Linked DNA regions of Bombyx mori: region 2 is linked to region 1. Evidence: chromatin contacts called from public Hi-C data. All regions are on one chromosome and are shown on one strand. Each heading gives the region's core, a stretch centred on a gene start, on an enhancer-like site or on the middle of the called end of the contact. The rest is flanking DNA. Distances are from core to core; before and after follow the strand shown. Region 1 overlaps LOC101741882 (supervillin). Region 2 overlaps LOC101741882 (supervillin).

Region 1 (7,808 bases), core at 3,181-5,680:
TTTTCCTCTTTTTTTTTTAATAATTAAAACTATTTTTGTCTCGCGTTTTTATTGTCCTTATTTCTGACGTTACGAATACTTTAAGAGTTCTTGTGGTCACAGACGATTGTCGGATACGGATTATAAGCTGTCAGACAATACGAGTATGCATCCCTCGCCTTCGCCAACTACTGCTATAGATACAGTTTTTTTTTCGTTACCTTTTTGCTGGTAGCGAGAGAGACGATTCCAGCTACACAAAGTATGTCATTTATTTTCGTGATCAATAATATTTTTTTCGAATTCGGAAATTCTTATCTGAATAGCTGGTGGAGGGTTGTATTGTGAGTCTGTACGGGTGAGTCCAATCGTCCTCCATATATCTGCCAGGATTAATGTAATGTGATTGCGTAAATCTTATTACTCAAACTACACAAACGGACTTTACGTCGTGGTGTCTTTAGGCCATAAACTCAGTTTATCACAAGACAGCTTGAGATATCCTTTGTCTATCTTAGCCAACAAGATTGTTAAAAACAAAGCCCAATAAATAATTCGGCACGATCGATTCTCAAACGAACCCTCAAGGGCACGACATAATATTAAAGACAGGTTAGTTCCAATCGACTTGGCCGCGAAAATAGCAATCCTTTGATGTAAGCCTCTCGAGAGTCAGTCGTTTTGAAGGAGACAAGTGCTATCGCGTTTGCGCTTGAAGGGTTGCCGGTCCTTGACACACACTCGGAAAAGGAACAATTGACATGTGAATGAAGAAATATGATGAGAGACCGTTTAACGTTTAACACACGTGTGGAAAGATCCCATTCACTGCTATGGATTTTCAAAATTTTTGATTGATCAAATGGGATAAGACCTCGGATATTTTGTTCCTCGGCTTTTTTCCTACCTATTCGCTGGTAGCCTAAGGGCCTATTCCAGAAACGTGCTGGGAATTTGGTAACAATGGTCCTGGAAAGAGCAGTACTTCGCAGAATCTACCACCGGATTGGAATCGCGGCCCACTGGGAAGATCCGACAAGGAATTCAATGGGTTAATTTTGCTGTTAAGGGTAGGCAACGTGAATGTGACGCGAGGTAGGAATCTCAGTTACATTCTACATTTACGGTTGTCCTAAATTACAAACATGAACAAACGAGTATGGCGGCAAAAAAAAAACTGACTGGGCGGTGGTTCCTATCCTTGCGGGTTCATAATACAACCCTACGACAATTAAAATAAAGTTTAGTTTTGTCTTCATTATCATCAGTCAGCATAGTCATACACTATACGGCCAAACATGTCTCTCGTATACTAAGCATTATTGTCATAATTTTCCCAGGCGTTTAATAAAAACTGTTGTGAAAATTTGTTCGAGTTCAAGGTATAAATAATAGTCTCGACCTCGTGCTACTTTACTTAGTGCATTACCACCCACAGCGATCTTATGACTTAGCCGGGTTTCTACCAGGATAATCAAGGCGACTTTACGTCTTAACGGGAATCCGTCGCGAGGGTCAATCGTTGCTATTATTGAAGAATTTAATTATATAAAATTCATATTATAATATCAATATACTCGAATAGAATACGAATTATTCTTCTTATTAATAAATTATTCTAATGAATTCGAAAATAAATCGAATAGAATAAACTCATTTTGTTGAAAAATAGTAAAATGAGTCGTCTATTATCAAAGGCGGCAATCTGTGCATTTGGACAACAAAATTTTATTGATATGTCAATACAGATTTATTTGAATATAATGGTCTCCTTCAAAGAATACGGTTCAAAACCTGCATTAAATAAAGGTTAATAGTTAACCTGTTATTTATCTAAGATGTCGTTCCGAAGAGTTTTGTGACTGCCGATGGAATACAAAGTCAATAATTCGTTTTTCTGATTTACCAATCATTGTCCAAAAGTCAGATTGCCGCCTTTGATAATAGTCGACTCAAATATAGATTTTCACAAAATTGGCTTTCGGAAATTTCGTAATTATAGAACGTCGAATAAGTTGTAATATTATTACTGTTCTAATTACGTGACAACCCTAAGCGAAATTGAGTTTTATTTAGTTATTGTTAACATATATGAATATAGGTACTAGAACCAGATGATGACCGTTTTTTTTTTGATAACGCCATCTTGTTGTGTCTTTAAAGCGGTTAGTTGCCCTAAATTAAGAAAAATAATATTATTATTCGCCAATAGATGTCGGGAAGAGTTGATTATTGAAAACACGAATAAAACAACATTTTCTGAAAATTAATCGTAGCTAGATCGATTTATCGCCCCCGAAATCCCCTATATACTAAATTTTATGAAAATCGTTGGAGCCGTTTCCGAGATTCAGATTATATACATATGTATATATTAATATACAAGAATTGCTCGTTTAAAGGTATAAGATTAACTTAGAGGATAGGTATGGGTATAGGACAAGTATCGCCTGCGTTAAAAAACAGAATTAAAAAAATACGAAATATTTTTCTTCTTCGAATAAGCCTTTTTTTTAAAGTTGGGGAATCCGTTTACGGTTACCCGGTCAACGGAGGTAACAGACCGGGTTATGTCGGACTCCGTCTTCGAATAAGCCTACGTTATTTTTCAATTTAAAAGTCAAATCCTTGAAAACAATCATTTCAATCCGTTGCTCCATTGCTGCGTGAAAGATACCAAGGAAAACATTTTATTTTTTATGATATTGCTTCTCATATTATGTTTTGAAAATTCTACAGCAGTTTGGTGAATAATGCTTAATTCAAATATGTAGATTTTGCAAACGCGTGGCGGATTCTTCTGTAAGTATATTTTAAATTATTCGCGTGTTTTGTTAGAATGAATATTCGCGTGCAGATCGACCTTCATACCCATGAAGCGTGGAATCTTTCAAAATTACACGAAAAGAAAAATGCTACAGTGCAATCGAAACTTCTCGTTCACTGCAGGTCACTTAAGAAATTAATGTAAGTAGTAAACGGTATTTTCTCCGGTTTTCGTGGGTCGTAGACATAATAAAAACTACTTTTACGGTTTAATCTCGTGTTTATTTTTCTAGCTACCCTCAAATTTTCTGTCTATCTATCTAACAAAATTTGACGGTAGTCACCAATCCGGGACCACGAATACTGAAAATATTTGAAACGTCGGGAAGAAAAGTCCCAAGATTAAATCGTAAAAGCGGATCGAATTATTAATCCAATACATATTTTGAAACTATATTTTAAAGACTAGTGTCGAACCACGCCTATATTAGAGAAGCATCGATCGATATCACGTCCCTGATCTGGAATCAACGATTATATTATTCCCATCTGCATGTTAACATTACAATATTATGTAGTCGTTTACTCGTCTATAAGTTTCAATAGCAATCTCAGCAAACAAGCTACAGCGCGTCTAGTGCAACTAAAACCCAATGCAACAAACTAATTAATTTTAAACTAACTACCATTAGTTAGCTAACATAACGAAATTCATAACAGAAAACAAATGCTATGATCAGATCACAAGGTTCACCCTTAACGTTCGCGTCCTCAAAACTCCATAATTTAATCAACAACTTGTTTCAAACTATAACGATGAAGCATTCGTTAGTTGGTATAACTTTTAAGGAAACAACGCTGCACATTTTAATTAGGAGATAACATCAATTAACCGCACACTTTCGCCCAAGACAGTTTAGTGCTGCGTGTAAATTTTGTTCACAGTGAATTCACTTATAACAAATCGTACGGTAGTATGTACATTTTTAATCCTAATAAAAAACGACATTTTCGCCTTTTAATACACACATAATGCAAGGAAACTGTAAAGTGATCAAAAATTCACAGTATACCCCCGACTGATCCACTCGCTTCGTATGGAAACTAGTTCGAAGCTCAACTTAACTGTTATGATGCCCTGGTATAACGTTTCGGAACTAACATGTAAGTATCGCGAGTCAACGTGGAAACTTTACCTGTACGGCACGAATAAACAATCTTGTTCCATAAGGCACTCTAAGACTTCACGTAATAATTTAGATGCCTGGGGGACTGTTCTTGTATTTGGAGTTGCGAAATTTCAAAAGCCTAAATTCTGTATTCCTGTTTGAATATCTTAACGTTTGGTCTACATGATGTTTTGAAATGTATAGGCCAATTTGCCAAATTGTTTGACATAGAATATCAAACAATAACATTTCTTTGTTGTGCATTATATTTATGGGCCTTTGAGCGATCATCGGAATCAATGAGCATCACAACGTGAATGCAGTCTAATATCTTGAGACATTAGGTCGCAATTGCATGGTTCCTACAAGGCTCTACAAAGCCTTTCTAATCCTTCCAACTTAAACGCATGATTGGTTCGCGGCAGACATGAGAATGACGATATTACCCACACATAAGAACCATTATAAGCACTATCACTAATTAATACGGTCGCAATATGCTGTGATACTCTGAGAACAGTCGTCTAATACAACACCGACGTGACACGATAAGTCACCACATAGCGAAGTCTCTAATCGAGCAACAGGTTGTCTAGATAAGTAGCTCCTCAATATTTTAAGGCGCCAATTGTATTCCCAAAATACGTAAACTTTAACTAACACTGTAATTTATTATTGATTTCTCCACTATTTAATGGATGTTATACATATAAACCTTCCACTTCAATCACTCTATCTATAAAAAAAAACGCATCAAAATCGGTTGCGTAGTTTTAAAGATTTAAGCATACATAGGGACAGATATAGGGACAGAGAAAGCGACTTTGTTTTATACTATGTAGTGATATATTAAACGGACTTTCGAATCTTGATCAAGTACATTATTAATCGCTAGAAAAAAAACCTATCTTTGAAGCTTTTACCCCGAATATCTCATTTATATAGCCTCTAAATTCTCTACTTGTACCAGAATGTGGTACCACCAGCAACATGATTTAAATTATTCATACTATCGACAAGACTAAGGTGTAGACTCCAGAATGCTGAGAAGTCTTGAGATCCATCACTCTATATGTACACATAATTTCAATAATTTATAACACTCTTTTATAAGTCACACGTATATCTACATGAAATTATATATTTGTACGTGTCATGACGTAACGATCGCTGCATATTATCGCGTATTTAATATCGTAGATGAAATCTTATAATTTCTATGCAAATTCTAGGAAATTCACTGTGCATTGAAATAGATGGAGGGTTTTCAAGCGGAAATACACGAACCGTAATTTGATTTAATTACTCCACAATATTGTATCCGGCAATAAAATGAACGACTTTCGAATATTCCTTATCGATTTATTGTTTTCGAACGTATTGCCGTTCGAGAACAATGTCACCTTCGTGTCAGGTATAAAAAAATGTAAGGCTGATACATAATAAAAAAAATCTATAGTATTAATTGATTGCGAAACGAAATTTTCAAGCACGCATTAGATGATTCCAAGATAATTAGCCATTTTAATGTAACGTGATACCGCAAAAGAATTTCGTAAGGTATTTTAACGATGTCAAACTCGTCGACTTTCAACGAACGAAATTCACAGCTATTAGATTCACGATATAATGTAATATAATAGCTTCGTTTAATATAAATACATTCGTACAAATCCAATCGTGTTTACCGAATTGAAACAAACAACTCAGCTACTCAAAATCAACAAGTTTGTGAAACTCATGGAATTGAATGAATTAATTTCTAACAAACGAAATTATGTACTACCCACAGACGAGTTACAAAAACTTTCGACCACGCTTCTGCATTGTTTTTTTTTATTGCTTAGATGTATGGACGAGCTCACAGTCTACATGGTGTTAAGTGGTTACTGGAGCCCATAGACATCTACAACGTAAATGCGCCATCCACCTTGAGATATAAGTTCGAAGGTCTCAAGTATAGTTACAACGCCTGTCCCACCCTTCAAACCGAAACGCATTACTGCTTCACGGCAGGAATAGGCAGGGTGATGGTGGTATCTAGCCGTGCGGACTCACAAGAGGTCCTACCACCCCTCTGCCCCAACTTGAAGTCCCCGCCCTCTCAGCGGGGGTGCTTTCTCTGATGCAAACGGATTAAAGATGAAATTGATGATGAATGATTGGTTCACGAAATAGTGACGTGGTTCCTATTCAGTCCTTGATCCTGTTAATACTGTCAACGCACTATTTCTACTACTCAAAACGCTGAAGATACATCCATACGATATAGAATGGGTGAAATATTAAAAGTCCTCATCAAATATCAAGGTGATTTCGGTTGGCAAATCGATAGTGGTCTATCGCGTCAATAGCATTGTGTAACCGATACGCGAGTTCGGTTCATGGTCGAGGTGCTGATCTAAAATAGACAAAAGGGCAAACCTATGAAATGTGGTGATTGAATAGTGTCAAATGGCTTTATTTCGATTTCAATACGTGATGTGACCGTATTGCTAATTTTGTTTGCATTGACATAATTATGTGTATAGTTTACGTTGAAGATTTTATGGTGGTCTGTATTGGTTTTAGTCCTAACGAGCATCAACTAATAATGAATGCAATAGTAAGTGTATGTGTTTAAAGCATAGGCGGACCCTAAGCAAGTCTGTGTAAGGATATTCCTGGGACAATTATTGGTTTCCTGTGCTAAATAAATACCTTAAATAATTTAGATTTAAAAAAAAACATGTTTTCTTAAACTGCTCTAGATATAACTATCTTTTATCTTTTTTGAGTAACACGAGGTTTACTGTAGTCGAAAAAAAAAATTGACTATAATCGGCTGAAATTAATGACCTTTTATTTTTATACTCCTGTGATTACGTCTAAGCTTTATAAGAGTGTAACATGAGAAATGTTTTACTCTTACCGACACGACATTGATTTGATCAGCAAAAACACGAAACGGCTGTAAGACTGCGGTACGGCACGGCATTCGCATCGTGATGTCTATGGGCACTGGTAGCTAATTAACAGCGGATGGGCTTTGCGCTCATCCACCCATCGATGCAATAAAGAGTAATACAAAACATACCTGTGGCTTCATTATTCGTGGCGGTCGCCTGCATTGGAGCCTTTTTCGGCGTGCTCGTGGTTCGTGTAGTGGGTTGAGCTCGAAGGCAAGGCGCTGTACATTCTGGTCCCGTCGAACGCTGTAAGAAACACTGTGGTTTTATAAAAATAATATTAGAGGATCTTACATGAAAGATCTAATTATTATTCAGATCATATTTATCGTGTAAATCAAAATAAAAAACCTAAAAAATTAACGTGTGTCGAATATTCGTTCCTAGTCCATTCACGCGAATGTGATGAAACCTGACACATTTGTTGTTGGCACTTCATGGATGATTTCTATCACAGGACCATGTATGTACGACTGATGGCGCGGGTGAATTTTCAATAAGCGGTTTTCACATTCAGGAAATTAGTAACAGCGTAATCACAATTCCACTAGCGTTTTCGTAAAAAAATATTTGCTTAGATGGGTGGACGAGCTCACAGCCCACCTGGTGTTAAGTGATTACTGGAGCCCATAGACATCCACAACGTAAATGCGCCACCCACCTTTATTTATATACATTTATCTGTCAAGCGCAATTAAAATTCTTTCAATAGTATAACAATGATACTTAACTCAGATTTTAAATTTCATTTGAAACTAGACTTAAGATTATGCTATGAAAACGGAAAATCAACTTTAATATTGAATTACTTTCATCTCATTTTCGTATGTCTCTTGTCGTATACATTGAACGACTCATGCGTTCATAATTGTCTGAACAACACCGTAACTACACAACACAAAGATATTACACCGATAGATCTTCTAAAACTTTTCAAGTAAATAGT
Region 2 (7,808 bases), core at 1,472-3,971, 42 kb before region 1:
TACATCCCGCGTATTTCGGTAGTAATAAACAAGATAATGATAGTGGGATCGCGAAATATACCCTAGCATCAGGAAATCCGATCATCATATCTTGATACTAAGAGCACGCTGCAGTTGTTTGTACAGTATATAATAAATAAATAATAAATATTTACTAACAATCACGCCACGTTAACCGGTTACGTGGTAAGTTCGTAACGAACTTGTGTTACAGGTACCTACCAGATAACGGAAATAAATCTAATATTTTTATTATACACATAAACATATTTAATATACATCCATAACCCTGGAAAAGACATTTTTATATTTATCATACAAATATCTTCCCTTGGCGGGATTCGAACCCTCGACCCCCTTGTGTAGTGACCATGTCACTTACCACTACACCAGACGGCCGTTATATAGCCGTATATAGTCGTCTTTTACGTAAATCAAGTTGTGCGTAGTTGAAATAGCCTCATAGGCTACCAGCGAATAGGTAGGGAGGTATACTCAAGTTGAAGAGCTAGAGTAGTGCTATTCTAGGACAGGAGACAGCCGAAATAAAAGCGAAATAGCTCATGATGCTACCGTTTGCTACTAACAAGCGGTAGACTAACACCAAACTATGGTAAAACGTTCACATTAACGACAACACGTTTAGCAAGAAGTCTAATCAATCACAAAGTAAATTTCGCAGTCGAATTCGACCTTGTAACTTCATGCTGTCCCAACCTTGTCGTTTATTACGAGACGATGAATAAATGATAACTGAGTTTCGAGCAAATTACCTTTTTAAATTTTAGAGTGTAAATCGCATATAATGAATGACTAGATGATGACCGAGCTTTGCTCGTTTTTTTTTTTTAATAACGTCATCTTTTTGTGTCTTTAAAGCGGTTAGTTGCTCTCGATTAAGAAAAATAGTATTATTATTCGCCAATAGATGTCGGGAAGAGTTGATGATTGAAAACACGAATAAAACAACATTTTCTGAAAATAAATCGTAGCTAGATCGATTTATCGCCCCCGGAATCCCTTGTATACTAAATTTTATGAAAATCGTTGGAACCGTTTCCGAGATTCAGATTATATATATTATTATACAAGAATTGCTCGTTTAAAGGTATAAGATATGCAAACGAAAACAATTTAGTTTCAAAAGTGGAATCTTATAAACTATTTTTTTAACTGTTAAAAGCTGACCGGTTTGTAATTAAAACATTTTCATTGTTCTTATATCAGTTGATACGAAGTGTATCATTTATTTTCGTGGCAAAACATACAACTTTTCAAATTCGTTTATTCTTATCTAAAGAGCTGGTCGTATTGAGTCGGCAGGGGTGGTTCCAACCGTCCTCCCTATGTGTCTGCCAGGACTAATGTAATGCCATTGAGTCTTGTCTTGTCTTGTCTGAGCTAATGTCATCGAATGTCTTTAGGCTACAATAACTGTTTATGACAAGACAGGCTGTGATATCCTTTGTCTATATTAGCTAATGAGTGTTAAAAACAAAGCCCAATAAATAATTCAACACACCAAGATTGAACTACTTTACTAATAAGTTTATTATCAGTGTTCTATTTTGCATTACAACCGAGAAAGAATATAGACATCAAATCGAGATATAAAAGCGCTAACACGTAATTGTCAAAACCTCTTTCTCGTGCCATTGTTCAACACGCACTAACCCTTTTTTATATAATCAACTAACATAATTAAATCAAATCGAAAACATCTTACAAAATTAATCAGCAATATTTTAATTATGGTAAAGTTAAATTGAAATAAAAGTTAACGGAACGGAAAAATTTGTTCGAGCAAGCTATCGTTGTGAGAATGTTTCTGGAATTCCGCCCTCAGATTCTACAAGTCGCCGGTATGTTTCTGCCTAGTACTTTAATTAATCAACTAAGAACATTCAAAGTTATTCCTTTGGTGAGGCCAAATTACGTAACGGGTGCTTACATTTAGTGACAAAAACGATTTCGCACTATTGGCGGAAACCTGTCTGTTTTTGTGCTCTTGTTTATTCTCGCCAAATAGTATCTGTTTTGATATCGGAATCGCACTTCATTTGATACGGTTTTTCGGAGAATTTAATAATTGATAGACAGTTACAGAAAAATATTCCGAATTATTAGTTCACAGTGATCTTTTATTGTGCATCAAATCAAATCAAATCAAATCAAAAAAAAAAATTATTCAACATAAATGAAAGTATGTACATACTTGTTGAACGTCAAAAAGAACTACCGCCAATTCACAAAAACTAGCCTCCGTCCTGAGAAGAACTGGCAAGAAACTCAGCGGGCATCACAGTGGTTGCGTGTCCACTTCCACTAAAATTATTAAATTGCAATATGTTTTTGTATGTTATATAAAATTATGTCCTCAAGTGCTCATGGTAGGTAGCAAAAGCTAAATACAACCGATTTGATTTTTTAAGGCAGAATAAAACAAACCACGACTGTTATTATTAATTAAAACCGGATGTAATCAGTATCGAAAGTACAGTTAGAAATTTAAATTCTTAAATAAAATCAAGTCGTAATTAAAACTTAAGCACTGCCCTTAAAATATTATCAAATTTTATATAGGACATTAAACCTACTACAGAAAAATAAAAGCTTATTTATTTTTAACGCTCCACAATTCAATTCAACGCTCATTAGTCTGGACTCATAAATAGACGAACAAACATAAATAAATAAGTAAATAACGAATGATTAAGCCGTCAAAGCAGTTTTAATTATGTCTACGGCTCGCGATAACCGAAGAAGATAAAATAATGAGTTTGATTTTATTCAAATGCGCACACCCCTATTAGTTTAAAAACATTTTATTCCGAAACATACAAATTTTAATTAAGTTATTTATCCGTAACATATACCAGCAATCAAAATTTTAATTTTACTATTTAAATTTAATAAATTACAAATTTAACAATTACAATAAACGATACACGGTTCCAACATCACTATTGTATTCATATATTCTACCTCCAAAATTCAAGGGAAAGACAAAAACATTATTCCTTTAACAAAATTTACGAACAGATCCTCTGTGTTGTTTACGCGTTACATTAGAAAACGTATGGCTGGCTGTACAAACACACAAGTCGGGCACCAGAACCTTTGTCCTCACAAAGGTATTACGTAAAAGCTCACTTGATTGTGATTTTAATAATATTTCTCGGAAAATACGTTAAAATCGCTACTTTAAAGAGAAAAAAACGTGTGGCACTCGGGAACTTCCGCGGTATAGCTATTGCATAGCATTTTTTATCAACTTATGCAATTATAATGAGATAATTTGAGACATTGATAATTTAATATTAAAACAATAATGAAACAAGACCACGCTATATTAAACATTAATAAAAGCAAAACCTTAACTGTCCCCTTCACACTCATAAGCTAGACCGCGCGAGACAGAGATGGGCAGACTTTTCATGATGCGCATGCAGTGTGACGTCACGCCACGCGCTTATTCACAAACACTACACAAGCGCAACGTGTAAATGTGTTGAACGCGAGCTACATGGTAGGCGGAGTGAAGGGTGTAAGGTTTTTTTCGTTACGGAATTTCATGATTCAGTCGCCGCGCTCAAGGCCCGCGATAAAATCTATGCAATAGCTTAAAAATCTACATTTATTAGAGCAAGTCTTCTCTCTAGTGGGATGGTAGTGGGGTTGCTAATTTTATAATCGATATAGACAGTTTCATATCAAACAACCAAACCAAAGACAGAAACGGCGATTCAAAACCAAACAGCTATATTTTTATTTTTATACCGTAGAGTCCTCTTCTATATTCACAGCGTGTCTAGCACGTCTGTAACAACCTCCAATCGTTTTTTTTTGTCGGGTGGAAAGGGGTCCGAGAGATAAACTAAGATACTAGGGGAAATAGGAGGTAAGTTTTTATTATTTTTTTATTGCTTAGATGGGTGGATGAGCTCACAGCCCACCTGGTGTTAAGTGGTTACTGGAGCCCATAGACATCCACAACGTAAATGCGCCACCCACCTTGAGATACAAGTTCTAAGGTCTCAGTATAGCTACAACGGCTGCCCCACCCTTCAAACCGAAACGCATTACTGCTTCACGGCAGAAATAGGCAGGGTGGTGGTATACTACTACGGTGTATGGTGGAGAAAAATCAGGAATAGTTCCAGCTAACTGATATACCTCCATACCTGTAATTATCTCTGCAAAAACAAAACGTTCCAGTACCTTTCTCTCTTGTTTGTCAATGGATTCCCTACGATTTTTTTTGTTTATTAACCATTGAGAAGCTATAGTGTTGTCAATAAAAAAATATTGCAAACGGTAACTTTATTGCCACATTTATGAAAAAAATGTCGAAGAAAAAATTAAAGAGAAAATGTAACACATAAAATGAATCTAAATCATCAGCAGTTAAAGTCGAATTTCGATTACCAGTCATAAAAGATCTTAGAACCTAGGGTGGCGAGTCGTAGGTCATCTACCTATAAAAGCGAAAAAAAAAAACACCAAGTGTTTCAATACAAGTAACTTACACGACCGAAAGTTGTTCGATCTCTAATAAATCTCGATTCGTCTTTATTACGTTCGTAACTTCGTAACAAAACAAACTAAAAAAGGTTCGGCCAGTACGAATAACACTGAAACCTTTTCGCTTACATTGTAACCACAATTACCTAGGAAAGCAAAGTCTAGATTAAAACACGTCAAAACCCTCTAATACTAAACGTGTATTAGCTTAATGAAAATTTTTACCTGCCAAGTTGGTTCGACCGAGAATTTTGTTAATGAATACTAATAAATTCGTAACCTAAATATCACGCTGATTTCGCAAAAGTAAACAAAAATAATGAAACTTCTAAACATAACACGAACATTCTAGAAAAATTATATGAAATATTCAAATCAAGTATATAAAAAAATTTAAATTATATTTCAGGCAATTAAATGATCGATATTCTCTACGAAACTGATCCAATTGCTTTAACTCGGAACTTACTTATGGTGAGCTCACCTTTTATTGGTTGTTAAGTTTGTAGAATATGTAATTTTATTTCATTCATTCGTCAGTGTATCTCTTACAATAAGATTTTGACAAATTTATATATCAAATTTTGAAAACCAAGAAGTTTAAGTCGGATCAATACATTTATTCGAGATGTTCAAAAAAAAATACACGAATCGACCGATAATAGACATGTACTTTAGTGATCGCACCATTAATATTCAGAACGTCGTATGTCTTCTATATTGATATCGAATCGAATACGATCAAAAGAGAAAACGCTATGTATAGCATTTTAATAACAAGCCTCGTGTTTCCCATATTCAATTTTTTTTTACCTACCTATGCTGATAGCCTTGAGAGGCTATTTCAGCTTCTTGACGTATAGGTGAGCTCGCGGGGTTCAAACTGGCAGTGTTGCTAACACTGGCCCTAACAAGAGCAGTGCTTCGCAGGATCTACTACCGGATCGGAAACGCGACCCACTGAAAAGATCCGGCGAGAAACTCAGTGGGCTGTGTCTTTGGGTTGATTCACTCGTGGAGCCCTTCGTCACAAGCGACGGGTTCGACGAGGACGGTGACCGGATCCATATTAAAAATAATTCAAAGCCTTACCGCCTATATTTTAATAAGACACAGTCAAAGATTACGACGTCAAAATTTACTTACCCAGTAATGATTCGATACCAGCTGAGCAAACAATGTCTAGCTGTATGAACACACTTTATTGCGACCGCTGTAATGAGTTCTCGACTAATAAACAATGGAACGACGTTGTATAAATTAAGTTCTAACATTACGTTAAGGGAATGATTTTTAATAAACTGCAGAAGCTATACCAAGTTTTATATGTACCTATTATAGATGATGGCAGTGGAGCGTATCAAGAGGTGGTACTTGTTTTTATAGATAAACCCCAATAATTCCTATCATATCGATTTACCAATGAACGCTCTCGATACCTGATGCGTTTAAAAGTATAGGCCCCCAAAAGCAATGAAGACAATTCTATTTAAAAACATTCCTTCCACGATAGTATGAAATGATTTTTTTATGACACGCAATGTAACACAGATACAAATCAGCTGACTAGCAAAGCCAATTTTGCCACGCTACGCAGGTTCACACAACACAAGTTACAAAAACGACAGATATATCTTAACTTAATAGACGAATCATTTTGATGTAAGAAGAATATAACATCTTCAGACATAATATTTACCAATTTATTTGATACAAAAACTATCATACCTTTTAAGCACCAACACATGACTGGTTGGCGCTAAAACTAAATATTGTTACCAGCCGCCAATATTATTTATTACTTTGGATAAAATGTGCGTCGTGTAGATTTAAGGGCTGTCGTCACTACGAGTACAGTGAATTGATTTATTTTGACAAGTTGTTACGAATAAAGTCAAAGAAAGTATTGCAAAAATAGGTCACGAGATCTAACTATATTGACAACGGACATTCATTGCCGTAGAAACTATCTCATCTAAACTCGTTAAAAAACCATAAAATCCGTGGTAAAATTTATCTACACACCGTATTCTTAGCGAAAGTGAAAACGATGATGGCTGACTAAAAGCTCAAAAATAACAATGGAAACAGAAATATAATTTTAAATCCCCATAAAATAGTTATCTACATAACTTAGTTTACATAATTCGAAGCTTTCGAGTAAAAATTTTTTTTTTGCTTTAAACATTTCCTGAAATTACTCAACTAACAAGCTTTACCAAGAACTGAAATTTACTTCAAGTAAATACCTTGTTGTTGTTATCGTTAATGTTTTAACCACTAAGCCTCAATATTCTAAGTAAAACAATTTAAATGATCTTTGAATAAGCCACGCGAACAGAGGCAATGAGCAAGTGAATGTGAAAAATAAGACCACCTAAAATAGAATATTAATTACGCTAAAGCAGTTTACTAAGTTTTATTTATCATGGAAAAGGGTTTGTTCAACTCGTGTCCTGAACTAATATAATCTAATTTAAAACTGGTCAATTTTATTTAATATAGGTATCGGTCTTTTAGTGGTTTCCTAATATAAAATAGTCGTTCGAAGTAACTCGATAAAATAGTTATCTACATAACTTAGTTTACATAATTCGAAGCTTTCGAGTAAAAATTTTTTTTTTGCTTTAAACATTTCCTGAAATTACTCAACTAACAAGCTTTACCAAGAACTGAAATTTACTTCAAGTAAATACCTTGTTGTTGTTATCGTTAATGTTTTAACCACTAAGCCTCAATATTCTAAGTAAAACAATTTAAATGATCTTTGAATAAGCCACGCGAACAGAGGCAATGAGCAAGTGAATGTGAAAAATAAGACCACCTAAAATAGAATATTAATTACGCTAAAGCAGTTTACTAAGTTTTATTTATCATGGAAAAGGGTTTGTTCAACTCGTGTCCTGAACTAATATAATCTAATTTAAAACTGGTCAATTTTATTTAATATAGGTATCGGTCTTTTAGTGGTTTCCTAATATAAAATAGTCGTTCGAAGTAACTAAGCTCCACCACGACTGTATTACAAAAAAATTAAAATGTCTTGCTTTCGTCTAACAAGTCTTTATTAGTAAGCACAGGGAGTCAACTTAATGGAATTTGAATAGGTATGTACTTTATTCTTAATAAGAAAGATTTTTTTTTATAACATTGACATTTTGTGAAGGATTTTGTCAGAGGAAGTGTGAAAGTAACCCCGGTAATTAACAAATGAAAGAGTGGACGGTTAGGGTGTTATGGACATGTGATGCGTAGATAGAAGATGCATGTGACTAGGAGATGTA

The links. Hi-C and Micro-C count contacts between places; a contact is called where the count stands out from the background.
Region 2: a contact with region 1 is called in a Hi-C map of midgut, with 1.4 times the contacts expected there. The contact joins two enhancer-like sites. A contact is called at or near these places in 4 of 7 Hi-C or Micro-C datasets (middle silk gland, midgut, an unstated tissue and 1 more).

The regions. Positions count from the first base shown.
Region 1 is chr11:9,596,568-9,604,375 of ASM3026992v2, reverse strand. It overlaps LOC101741882 (supervillin), which reads right to left. Exons shown (of 25, transcript XM_062671097.1): 4 at 6,991-7,108. Among protein-coding and RNA genes, the nearest start is that of LOC134199680, 48 kb to the right of the region's middle. Within about 2 kb of position 4,430, at least 2 of the 8 cell types and tissues checked have open chromatin away from gene starts, as enhancers often do.
Region 2 is chr11:9,637,189-9,644,996 of ASM3026992v2, reverse strand. The region is part of intron 4 of LOC101741882 (supervillin); the gene reads right to left. Among protein-coding and RNA genes, the nearest start is that of LOC134199680, 89 kb to the right of the region's middle. Within about 2 kb of position 2,721, at least 1 of the 8 cell types and tissues checked has open chromatin away from gene starts, as enhancers often do.